Linked DNA regions of Mus musculus: regions 1 and 2 are each linked to region 3. Evidence: chromatin contacts called from public promoter capture Hi-C data. All regions are on one chromosome and are shown on one strand. The core of a region is the stretch at or near the end of the contact, and the rest is flanking DNA. Distances in the headings are between cores, read along the strand shown. Region 1 holds the start of 0610005C13Rik (RIKEN cDNA 0610005C13 gene). Region 2 holds the start of Dbp (D site albumin promoter binding protein). Region 3 holds the start of Prr12 (proline rich 12).

Evidence for each region. Promoter capture Hi-C pulls out the DNA fragments that hold promoters and counts their contacts. Capture Hi-C pulls out chosen DNA fragments and counts their contacts.
Region 1: a promoter capture Hi-C map of liver shows a contact between it and region 3. The contact joins the promoter of 0610005C13Rik here to the promoter of Prr12 in region 3. A contact is called at or near these places in 3 of 39 promoter capture datasets (cranial neural crest, liver and pre-B cells), 1 of 484 Hi-C or Micro-C datasets (embryonic stem cells), 2 of 115 datasets of contacts at active chromatin or transcription factors (astrocytes and pancreatic cancer cells) and 3 of 9 other capture datasets (adipose tissue, liver and pancreatic islet).
Region 2: a contact with region 3 is called in a promoter capture Hi-C map of liver, with 4 times the contacts expected there. The contact joins the promoter of Dbp here to the promoter of Prr12 in region 3. A contact is called at or near these places in 10 of 39 promoter capture datasets (the HPC-7 cell line, cranial neural crest, embryonic stem cells and 5 more), 7 of 484 Hi-C or Micro-C datasets (CD4 T cells, CD8 T cells, embryonic stem cells and 2 more), 8 of 115 datasets of contacts at active chromatin or transcription factors (astrocytes, bone marrow-derived macrophages, embryonic forebrain and 4 more) and 3 of 9 other capture datasets (adipose tissue, liver and pancreatic islet).

Annotation. Positions count from the first base shown.
Region 1 is chr7:45,572,852-45,576,674 of GRCm38.p6, reverse strand. It overlaps 0610005C13Rik (RIKEN cDNA 0610005C13 gene), which reads left to right and starts at 1,499. Exons shown (of 5, transcript NR_038166.1): 1 at 1,499-1,548; 2 at 1,898-2,067; 3 at 2,153-2,262. Bcat2 (branched chain aminotransferase 2, mitochondrial) reads right to left here. Exons shown (of 11, transcript NM_009737.3): 2 at 1,170-1,244; 3 at 673-876.
Region 2 is chr7:45,702,971-45,707,076 of GRCm38.p6, reverse strand. Dbp (D site albumin promoter binding protein) reads right to left here and starts at 1,830. Exons shown (of 4, transcript NM_016974.3): 1 at 1,315-1,830; 2 at 61-471. The coding sequence starts at 1,453. Car11 (carbonic anhydrase 11) reads right to left here. Exons shown (of 9, transcript NM_009800.4): 6 at 3,943-4,015; 7 at 3,464-3,618; 8 at 3,199-3,364; 9 at 2,406-2,588. The coding sequence ends at 2,563.
Region 3 is chr7:45,051,830-45,055,805 of GRCm38.p6, reverse strand. It overlaps Prr12 (proline rich 12), which reads left to right and starts at 2,472. Exons shown (of 14, transcript NM_175022.3): 1 at 2,472-3,010. The coding sequence starts at 2,925. It overlaps Prrg2 (proline-rich Gla (G-carboxyglutamic acid) polypeptide 2), which reads left to right. Exons shown (of 7, transcript NM_022999.1): 6 at 1,159-1,287; 7 at 1,609-2,202. The coding sequence ends at 1,627.

The DNA of each region.
Region 1 (3,823 bases), core at 250-2,749, 520 kb before region 3:
TTGTGGAGTAAACCTAAGCTAAAACCAAAAGCACCGTAAATATAAGCCTCCGTGTCATTATTTGGGAGCTAGGGTAGGTGTGGAAGGGTTCATGGTTACAACTGTCAGAAGGAATGTCATGTCATGCTGCAGCAATGAAGACGACAAGACTCCCTAAGGATTGTCACAGGAAAATCATTGCTAGGCCCTAAGACTCCAGCTAAAGGTCTCACTCTGGAGTCCTGGCTAGACTCAAAACTGTGCAGTCCTCCTGCCTCAACCTCCTGAGTGTTGTAATTGCATCACCTCCCACGGGGCCTGAGAGAGCTCTGACTGTATCCAGGCTGGCCTGTTCCTGTTCAGACTTCTCATCTCCTCTGTGGCCCTGTTGTCATCCTAAGCCATCCTCTGCCACACTGAGACCCCACAGGTCTGCTGAACTAGCTCTCCTATCGGTGTAAGATGCCCCCTCTATGTTTCTAATCTTTGCTGGGAGAACCCCACTCTCTTTCAGAGCAGAGTCCCAACAAAGCAGGAACTGACTGTCACCTCCTCTGTGTCCCAGAACACAGGTGATCTCAGGAAGAGATGACAGAGGAAGAAATGTGCGAAGCACCCAGACGGCTGAACCCAGTCAGGAAAAAGCAGAGTGGACTCACGCAGCAGGGTGGGGACGGAAGCAGCTAGTCCTACCTGCAGAGAGTAGTGCAGACCAGAGCAGGCTGGGTGTAGCGTGAGGTTCTGGAAGGGCTGGATCCTTGGTGGGCCCCATCCAGCCTTGTTATTCCACTCCACCATCAGCATGTGGTCTGTGAAGGTCTTCCCAAACAGCAGTGCCTGGCTAGGGGCTGGCTTCTTCTGTGGTTCTTTGGTCATCTGAATCTGGAGGTCTGCAGCCTGAGAGAAAGAAATAAAACAAAACAACAAGAAACAAAACAAAACAAAACAAAACAAAACAAAAAAACAGCACCTCAGGGGCCTGACGTCGCCAACCTGAGAGACTACAGCTTCCATGGGGCCCAAAAAAAGAAGCAGGTACCCAAGAAATACAGTGTTAGCTCTTCACAGCACCCAGGAGCAGACAGCTAGACGACCTCTGAGAGATGCCTACATGCAGATAGATCCTGTCCTCCCTCAAACACGGGGGCACACACCGGGCTTTTCCCTTAGACCCAGGGTTCTCCTTTTACCTTGAATATGGAGGACACACATCTTTTGGACCCACATAGAAGCCAGGGAACAGGCAGAAGCTTTCGGGCCCAGACCTAGGGTGGAGAGAGAAATAAATGTGACCAGGGCAAGAGCCAGAAAGAGCAGAGGTCCTGGCACCTGTCTGGCTTGGGAGGCCCCTGAGGTTGGCTCTGTCACAGTCTCAGTGCATTCTAGACAGCCTGTGCTCTGCCCAAGTCCCCACCGGGATGCCTATCCCTAGAAAACTAAAGTCAGCTCCAGCCCCTCCACCATCCACCATGCAGGGCAAAGTCGACAGAGGCGTGCCTCCCTACTAGAGAACTTTGGCCGCAGCTTGTAGACAGCTTAGACGGGACAACGACCAGGGACAGCGAGCAGGTAAGGGAACACTCCTGGCTTGGGGTGAGGGGGCACAAAAACTGACAAGAGTTAGAAAAGAATAGGTCCTGTTTCTCCTAGAATTCATCAGCCCAGACCTCAGATCTCCTCCCTCAGACCCTGGGAACCGGGCTCCTTGACCCTCCTCCCTCAGACTCAGGAGTAATGGCCCATGAACTTCTCTATCAAACCCAGAGCTCCAGACCTCCTCCCTCCGACCCAGAGGTCCTCCCTAACCTTCCTCCCTCAGACCCAGAGGTCCTCCTTAACCTTCTTCCCTCAGAACCACAACTACAACACTCCAACACGCTTCCCTCAGACAGGAGCCCTAAGGCTTATTACTCTTTAGGAGTATCAGTCAGCTGGTTGCTGCCGCTGCTACAACCGACCCAGCCACAGCTGGAATACCCTCAACCTGGGCAGTGACTACTGTGCTCTACACAGTCAGCGGCTGAAGGGCAGTCTCGTGCCAGCCATTGAAAATGCTCAAGGCACACATCCCTGCTGACCTTCCCCAAGGTGAGCATGGAATTCAGGGCTGGTTGTGCACAGGGGGGGAGGGGGGACGTGTCCTGGTATTTTGGTGTCATGCTTTTCTCTGCAGACCATGGAGAGGCAGCTGAGTCCTTAGTTTGAGGAAGACAGGATAACAGCCTGTTCCCGCTGCTAGAGGCCAGTGAGATGGAGAGGCTTGCAGAGGTCACTGATCAATGGGTGAGTCTCAAATGTCGTATGGATAAGTCTGGGCCAGGACATGGGTTTGTTTCCTTCCTTCCTTCCTTCCTTCCTTCCTTCCTTCCTTCCTTCCTTCCTTTTTTGGAGGGGAGAGGGCTTAAGACAGGGTCTAAGTTGCCCACTGACCTCAAACACACTCTATAGCCCAGTGCGTGAAGTTAGGATCTTCCTGCCTCAGAGCCTGCACCAGAGAGAGTGACAGGCACGTGTGCCACCACACCTGGCTCAGATAAGATCTCTCTACGTGTGTTGACATGTGCACACACCACGTGACGGCATGTATGTGCATCTGTGCGTGTCTGTGGAGGTCAAACTCAGATGTCATTCCTCGGGTGACTTCCACCCGTTTTTTTTTTGTTTGTTTGTTTGTTTGTTCTGAGACAGGGTCTTACTATGTAGCCCTGGCTATACTGCAACTCACTGTGTAGACAAAGCCAACGGCCTTGATCTCAGAGAGCCTTCTGTCTCTGCCTCCCTAGTTAAATGTATGTGACCGTAGCTCCAGCCCATCCTGTCTTGAGGCAGGGACTCTGATCAGGTCCTGGAGCTTGCCAGGTTGGCTCAGCTCTCTACAGTCTCCAGCTCACCAAACAATGGTATTTAGGGCTGAGTCACAATGGGCAGGGGTGGTGCACACCTTTAATCCCAGTTCTCAAGAGGCAGAGGCAGATGAGTCTCTGAGTCTGAGGCCAGTCTGGTCTAGAGAGTGAGTCCCGGGACAGCCAGGGTGACACAGAGAAACCCTGTCTTAAAAAAAAAAAAGCAAAAAAAAAAAAGCAAAAAAGCAAAACAACAACAAGCAAACATGACAGAACCAGTCTAGTCACCAAGTGGGTTACAGGGATCAGACTCGGGCCTCCAGGTTTGCTGGCAAGCACTTCACCAACGATGTCCATAGCTCCCAGCCCTCAGATGAAATGCGGGTTTAATGGTGTGGCACCCAAGGGCTTCTGGGGTGATCTAAGAGTGATGACCCCTCATTGTCTCTGTGTGGTGACATGAAGCTTGCCTAACACTGCCACCTTGCATCAGACACAGTGTGGGGACGAGACAACTGCCCCGGGTAGAGCAGCCAGCACGAAGGCAGGAGAGCAGAGGAAACCAAGAATACATTTTTTTTTTTTACTTTTTAGTAGAGTTAGCCAAAAAAACTGAACAATGCAGAAAAGAGATACTGAGCTGCTGGAGAGAAAAGATGGAGCTGGGGTTGTACTCAGTTGCAGGATGCTTGCCTAGCATGCAGGACTCCCTGGGTTTATTTCTTCCCCAGCAGCACAGAAACCCTGCAATCCCAGCACTTGGGAGATAAAGGAAGAAGAATCAGGACTCCAAGGCCATCCTTGTCTATGTAGCAAGTTTAAGGCCAGTCTGACCTATAAGACCTTGTCATAAGATGATGATGATGAAATGAGGAATGAGGGACAAGGGTGGTGGCACACACCTTTAATCCTAGCACTCAGGAGGCAGGGACATGCAGATCTCTGAGTTCAAGGCCTGCCTGGCCTACATTATGAGACCCTGTCTCATTAAAAAAAAGAAC
Region 2 (4,106 bases), core at 581-3,080, 650 kb before region 3:
AGACTTCCAAAAGTGTCGCGAGGCCCCGCCCTGCCCGACAGCCCCGCCCCTTCGCCGCACCTGCGCGGTGGCCGCCGGCGGCTCCCAGAGTGGCCCGCGCGGGGGCGTGCCCGGGCGAGGAGCGGGGGGAAGAGGAGCTGCAAGAGCCGGGCCCGGGGGAGGGCGCGGGAGTGCGCGCTGGAGAGGGTGCCGGCGACAGGCCCCCGGGGGGCGGCGGGCTCGGCGGTAGCCCGTGCTCCAGCAAGAAGGCGTCCAGGTCCACGTATTCCACGTCCCCGAAAGGCAAAGTGCGTTCCCACAGCAGCGGCGCAAAAAGACTCGGGCCAGCCACAGGCCCTGAGCGCCCCCGAGGGGACCCACCGCCACTAACGGCCCCACTCGGGGCATCGGCTGGGCCCGCCGTTTCCAGGCCGGGTCCCGGGACGGGGGCTGAGGGCAGAGTTGCCTTGCGCTCCTTTTCCTTCAGGAGACCTGTAGGCCAGGGAGAGACCGGATGGGGTGGAGGGACACAGGAGGGACCCCAAGTTAGAGATATGGCGGAGATACAGAGAAGTGAGGAGACGGGAGCCGTAGGGCAAAGACCCAGGGAGGTGGGTACAGGCAGGGAGAGAACCCAGAAAAAGAAGAGAGGGATAAAGACGGGGCTTGGGGAGACCCAGAGAGAAAAGAGAACAAGGCCCCAGCAATAGAGGGTCAGGGAGACGGGGACCCGGAGAGGGGGAAAAGGCAAAAGTATACAGAAGGATAGGGTTAGGGGCCCGGGAGGGGATTAAGAAACACAAGCACAAGCGACCCAGAGAACGAGGATGGAAGTTTAGAAAGAAGGGTTTAGTGACAGGGTGGGTGAAAGGTTGGGCAGGTGAGAAAGAAAAAGTGACAGCTCAGTAATTCTCCCACCCCCAGCACCCTCATCCCCTCCCCCACAGTCTGTTGGGGCTGGAAGGGGCTCCACTGCTCAGGCACATTCCTCATCCCTAGTTTCCATGTGACCCTGCGAGGCCCCGCCCAAGCCCGTGTCTGCACCGTGTGAGCATCCGACACACCCCCTCCCTTCCCCTAGGACTCCAGGGGTCCAGACTCTGAGGCCAAAGGAAAGAAAGAGGGGTCTGGCACCTAAACTCTGTCCTCAAGTAGGAACACTCCAGGGACTTGACCCTTAGGCCCTCCAGGCGTCAGATTTGGTCCTGGAGGCTGATGGACTGGAAGACCTAAGTGACCTAATGAAGACTAGCAAAGATGGGACACCTAGCTGATAGGTGCCGTGGACCACCACCCCAACAGTTGAGTCCCTAACACAGTGGGACTAGAACTCACAGCTGGCCGGTTCTTTGGGCTTGCTGTTTCCCTGCAGAAGGCTCCTCAGCCCAAGCAGCGCTCCCCCGCCAGGGGGGGCCCCAGCCGGGCCACCCAGCAGCAGGGGGCCCGGGGTCCTGTCGCTCAGAGGCCGCGCCATTGCCGTGGACCTGCTCCCAGGTTCATGAGCTCATGGAGAGTCGAAGAGATGAGATGATATGTCAGTCACCCGCACACTCCAGTGGTTCGGGCGAATGTGTCCCAGAGTCGGGAGAGCGCGGCGTGCAAGCCTCCAGGATCAGGACGCTTCAAATCCTAAGAGCGCTGCGGGGGTTCAACCAGTCAGTTCTGCAGAAAGGTGCAACTCAAAGACTGTCCCGGGAGGCTCCTATAGTCTGGGCGAGTGGGTGACCAAATCAAGCAGCTGTCTCTTTGCAACTGTGGGTCCCCAAGGGACACAGGCGCGCGCTCCTTCTGTACCAAGTGGGCGAGTCTCTGGCTCTAGCCAATTTTGCACTTCTCGCAAAGAAAGGAGCTTTGCAATCTGCACCCAGAGGTGTGCACCCAGGGGCGGAGGAGGGGGCAGGAGGAGGTGGCAGCCTTGAGGCGTGGCCAAAGCAAACTTCTTTCGCGGAAAAAAAAAAATCTAAACCAAAACACCGGACGCCAGAGCGCGCGCCCCTCCTCCGGGCCCCCTCCCTCCACTTGGGCCATGCACCCCAGCCGCGTGCCTTCCTCCGGCTTCTGGCAAGAACCAATCACGTCTCGAGCCCTTGAGACGCTCAGCCAATGAGATGAAGGGATATGCCAAGACCCTGGAGGCGCGTGAGGGGCTGAACTTGTGTAGTTGCCTCGCCTTTTGGAAGAAGGCGGGACACTGACCTATATTTGGCCAATGGGAGGAGGCGCTGGAGGCGGGACCGTGACCCACTTCGGGCCAATGAGGCAGGAAGAAGGGGGAAGCACATGGCTTTGCGCGTGCTATCGGATGCGGGTGTGGGGCAAGAGGGGTACCTCTTAAAGGAGCCGAGTGTTCACAGACTCATTGAGGAAAAAAAGCAGAACATCAATTAGAGCAGATTAAGGCAGAAAGAAGTGGGCTTCGGGAAGGATTTTTTTTTTTTAATATCTAGATGTTCCTCAATCGCGACTGATAAACCACCGAGAAACCGGAAACATTCAGTCCTTTTAATAGCTTTGTTTTGGGGTGAATCCCCTCCCCTGGTGAGGAAACTCAGAACAGGCGGGCGTAATCCTCGTTGGGGAGTCTCAGCGACCGTGAGGACCACCGTCCACTGCAAAGGGAAGCACCGGCTTGAGGGGTGTGGGAGCTGAGCACATAGGACTCTACTAGTCAGGCTGCTAAGGGGGAATGGAATATACCAAGTTGGGGGAATGATCAGCTCCTGGACCAGACCATGTAGGGAGGGAAGAAGGCCACATGGGACGTGCAGAATAGGCTGGTTTGCATAAAGGTACATGGAGAGGATATGGTCTTCTGGGCTGTACCATGTTGAGAAACCAGACAAGAAACTAACCGATTTCCCGGGGCCGAGCCACAGTGGCAGTAAGAAAGACAGAGGGATTGTACCACGCTGATTCTCAGAAAGGGAATAGCAGAAAGACTACAGCTCTAAGTAGGGTCATACCATTTGTAAACAGGTGACCTGGACCGTACCATCTTGGCAAGTAACAGTAGGCAGAGGGCATGGACCAGTATGTAATTGTACCACAAGGAAAACAGGGTGTCAGGCCTTAGACTAAGCTGCAAAGAGGGGTGGGCTGCAGCAGGCTGTTCCATATGGAGAGGTGAGAAAGGACAAGGGATGTATCACACTGAGACAACCACTGGGAATAAGTGCAGACTATCAGGACGTGGAGAAGGAGGGGACACACTAAGCATACCATGCAGGCGGTAGTTGGGGCCTCGGCAGCGCCTCTCGGGATGCCGGGGGTCCCTGTTGCCCCTCAAGGCTCTGTGGGCCAGGGGCTGCAAGGGCCGGCCATTACCACTGAGGCTCTGGAAGATCTGGGAGGGGGGATTCTGGCTCAGGAGTCTCAGGGAGTGCATCTGCCTCAAGAGAAACCACGGGTGAGTGGACCGGGGTGGTGCTCAGGACAGGAGTAGCATGCACACACGGGGGTGGGGGGGGGTGGGGGTGTCAGTCACCTGGAGGGAGGTAATATTGAGAGCCCTGTCGATGAGGATCCAGGTGACAGTCTCAGAGCACGGAGGAGTGCTGAGAGATCCCTGATAGGTGATGAAGCCGAAGGATTCTGGGAACAGGAGCTCCAGGCTCAGGTCTTGAAGAAAGTAGGCATCATCTGCGCAGACATCAAGTCAGCGTAAAAGGGGGTCCCAGATAATGCACAGGGACTTAGTTATGTCTGTTGTCGTATGGAGACTGAATGTAAGGCTTCGGACATGCTAGGCAGGTACCACTGCACCAGGCCCCCAGCCCCTCACCGGGAGATTCTGACCAGGCGCTCGTGACCAAGCTGCATCATCTCCAACCACTCTTCCCTTTCTGTTGTCACCCTGGCTCTTGCTAAGTAGCCCAGGCTGACCTTGAACTTACTCTGTAGCCCACCCTCCTTCCTCAGCCTTCCTAGGAACTGGGGACGCCACCCCTAGCTTGGGGGACTTACTTTTGTAGGAGATTCGGGTGATAGTGTCCCGGTTGAGGAGGCGACTGAGGAATGGGTTGGAACTGCCAGCCACCTACGCAGGAGGCACGAGGCGAGGGAGACGGCAGCCCAGACCTGCTCCACAAAGACCCACCACCCCAGGCTAGCCTCCCAGCCTCCCTGTC
Region 3 (3,976 bases), core at 1,223-3,722:
GATGGACCTAGAGTGCCCTGGGTCCTGAGTAGGGGAAGGCCCATTAAGATTGCTTAGTGGGGCCAGGGGCAGTGGTGGCATGTGCCTTTAATCCGAGCTCTTGGGAGGAAGAGGCAGGTGGATTTCTGAGTTCGAGGCTAGCCTGGTCTACAGAGTGAGTTCCAGGATAGCCAGGTCTACACAGAGAAACCCTGTCTCGAAAAACCAGATTAAAACAAAACAAACAGATTGCTCCCAAACTTGACAACCACATAGGGACCCACATAGTGAAAGGAGACACACTCACTTGTGTTGTCCTCTTTTATTTGTGTGTGGGGATATGTGCACACACAGAGAATATATAACTGCAATTTAAATATCAAAATACAATATTAAGAGAATGGGTTTGGAAGCTGGGCATGCAGCTCACACATGCAGTCCCAGTGCTTGGGAGGCTGGGCAGAAGGACTGTTCCAAGTTCTAAAGCCAGCCCAGGAGACCTTGCGGGGGGGGGGGGGGGGGTAGAGACTGGGTTTGGGAAATTTTGGGACTAAATGTTTCTGTGTTGTGTTCGTGTCTGTGTGGACCTCCTGAGCTTGGTCTTGTCTGTTCTTGTTGTCTGTCCTGATGTTTCTCTGTTACCCTGGGGCACCTGTTTCTGTGGATGAGAGTACACATCCAGGTTCATGTCCATGTCCATCAGGGTGTCCTTTGAGGCACTTTTCTGGGCCATCTCTCTTACACCTCTGAAGGTCTTGTAGGTTTCTTTCTTTTTTTGTGTGTTTTTGTTTTGTTTTTTTATGAGACAGGGTTTCTCTGTGTAGCCCTGGCTGTCCTGGAACTCACTCTGTAGACCAGGCTGGCCTCGAACTCAGAAATCCCCATGCCTCTGCCTCCCAAATGCTGGGATTAAAGGCGTGTGTGCCAACACCTCCCGACTGTAGGTTTCTTTTTATTCGTTTCTTTTAAAGTTTTCTTTTATGTGCCTGGTGCCGTCAAAGATCAGAAGAGGGTGTCGGCTCCTCCAGGACTGGAGTTACAGATGGTTGTGAGCAGCCATGTGGGTGCTGGAATTGGAACCTGGGTCCTCAGCAAGTTCAGCAAGTGTTTTAACCGCTGACCCCCTTGTCTCCAACTATAATGTAGGTTTTATACTAACCACACTTTTTCTGTTTCCAGGACCGGGCTCATCATCCCCTTGAGTCCTCAGACGCCTCAATCTCCACCCTTGCCCCCAGGCCTTCCCACCTATGAGCAGGCTTTAGCAGCCTCCGGGGTGCACGACGCACCTCCGCCCCCTTACTCCAGGTATGAGGCGGGGCTTCTGCCTGGGTGGTGCCAGAGGGAGGGGGGGGGAGAGGCAACGCGTGGGAGGGGCGTGTCCCCAAGGGCAGGGCTTGGTGCTTAGGAAAACCTACATAGGGCGGAGCTTGCAGGGGAGGGCGGACCCTACGCAATTGTCTATAGGGGCGTGGATCAGCCTTGCAAGAGTGCAGCTTTTGAGGAAGGTGGGGCTTGTGCCTACAGGATTGAGGATTGGCTGAGGCACCAAGGGCGGGTCGGTGTAGGCTCGGTGGAGGGGGCGGCTGGGATGTTTGACTCTGCACTCCCAACCCCCATCCCCGATAGCCTCAGAAGGCCTCACTGAAGACCTGCTTGCAGCGCGGGCTCCCTGAACTGTGCCCCTGATTCATAGCGGATTCCGGAAGTCGCCAGCTTCTTCGACGACTGGGCTTCAGTGTGTCCGTGGGGGAGTCAGGGTCGTCGGACCCGAGGTCTACCATGACACACGTGTTTCCGCCGGGCACGCATACACGCACGTCCCTGACCATCCTGTTGCCGAGTTGGTGCCCCCGGCCCTCCAGTGACCCCCCCCCACACTTCGTCTGAGCAGTGGCCCTGCCTCAGAATGGGCAGACCTTTTAGGAAACTCGGATCAGACGTGACTCGGCTGTCACTCCACTGGTGCCGCGGGGCACGTACGCGCAGGGAACCAGGCCCTTGCACACGCCTGACTTCGTGTATTTCCCCAGTCGGGCACATGGGCGGTTTGTAATCCAGTATAAAGGTGGGGGGCGCATTTGCAATGTGCTGTAAGCGGGGTGTCACGCTTGTGTTGCACCCGGGTAAATGGAGTTGATCTGAGCTGCCCTCTGCTTAAAAACCCTTTGGGAAAGGAAGGGGGGATGGAAGAAATAAAAAATTGAAACAATGAGAAAAAAATAAAAATGCAAAAGAACTGAGCCCCCTTTCTGGGCGCATTTGCGCGCGGTGGAACTGAATCTCTGTGTACAGGCGCTGTGCCCTACACCCCCAGGCTCCGCTGGTGCGCTCGCGCTCACTCGCTTACCCCCCCCCCCCGCCTCCCAGGCTCCGCTAGTGCTCGCTCGCGCTCTCTCTCTCTCTTTTTTTTTTTTTTTTACATTTGCACGGGATTGTGGGAGGAAGCGGAGCGCAGCCAGACACCCCGCCGCCCGCCCCCCTTCCCCTCCCCCCTCCCCCTGCCGCCTTGTGCAAAGATGGCTGCACCGTGAGCGCAGAGGAGGAGGAGGTGGCGGCGGCGGAGGCGAAAGAGCGAGCACCCAGCGCCCGCACCCACTCCGGGGCCGTCCGGGACGCCCCCTCCGGAGCGCGCGTCCCCTTCTCTCTTGCAAGCGCCGGGGCAAAGGCGGAGACAGCGGGGTCCCTCCTCCCCCCTTTCCCTCCTCCAGGGGGAACCCCCCCTCCTTGGCTCAGCGGCTGCACCCCTCCTTTGCCCGCCCCTCCGTCCCTGCCCCCTCCCTCCCCCGCCCGGGGCCTTCCCGGGCCTTCGGTGGCCGCAAAGAAAAAAAAAGAGAAAGGGAGGAAAAAAAGCAGCGGAGGGAGCGGCGGCGGAGGAGAGCGCGCGCGCTCCCCCTCCTTTCCCCCTCCCTCCCCCTCCCCCCAATTTCCACCGCGGCCAATTCATGGACAGGAACTACCCCAGCGCCGGCTTCGGGGACCCGCTCGGCGCCGGGGCGGGATGGAGTTACGAGAGGTCAGCGAAAGCTAGGTAAGGAGCTGAGGGGGACCTAGAGAAATGGGCCAAGAGGTGGGGGGATTCCTGCCTGGCCTGGGCCTGGGGCCCGCTCGGCAACGCGTGCATCGCCAACTCCCCCTCCGATTTTTGCAAGGGAGCGGCCTTCTTTGGGTTTGTAACAACGCCGCCGCCCCAGTTTGCAAATTGCAAACTCCGCCAAAGCCAGCTCCTGCTTGCAAAAGAGAGAAACGAAGCAGGCAAGGCGCAAAAACAAATTCGAACCGGGAAGGCCTTGGGAAGATGGGAAGGGTTGGCGAAGCAAGGCCTGGACTTGCCCCCCATCTTTGGATTCCCGGCGTGCTGACCCCTCCCCCCGGGCGCCCCTGGCTCTGCAACTGCAAAGGTGGGAGGAAAAGAGAATCAGCTCGCAGACCTGGGGGGCTGCACCCCCTCCCAGGTCCTATTGTTCCGGGGCTGCAGGAGGCCGGGCCACTCGGTCCCTCCCCCCTCCAAGAAATTCCCCGCGCAGAGTGGGCAAGGGGCCCCGCCCCCTTCTTAAACTAGAATTCTGTGTGTTTGGGGGGGTCCTGAGATTAGGGACACGCCCCCTTCTGCTCCCCACCTTGCTCAAAGCTGTGAATCCTGGTTGATGGCGCGCTGTTTGCCCTCTGGTGCAAGGCCACGGATTTGGGCCCTTTCTGGAACAGAGTCGTGTCTCTTCCCCGTTTGTGTTTGTGTGTGTGAGCGTGGGCCCTGTGCACGCGTGGCTAGCCGCGTGTTCACCCGTGAACCTGCCTCTTGTAGTTTAATCTGTGTCCTCACTCTTCACCTGCCCTTCACCCTCCTCCCCCTCCACACTTAGCTTTCCCCAGCGTGTATAAATTTTTAGAGTGGGACTTCACACTCGGGACCTTTTCTTTTGCACGGGTGAATTGAACTCCTGTTTGTACACGCATCTGGCTTCACTTAGGCCGGTGCATTTGAACCTCAGCCCCTAGG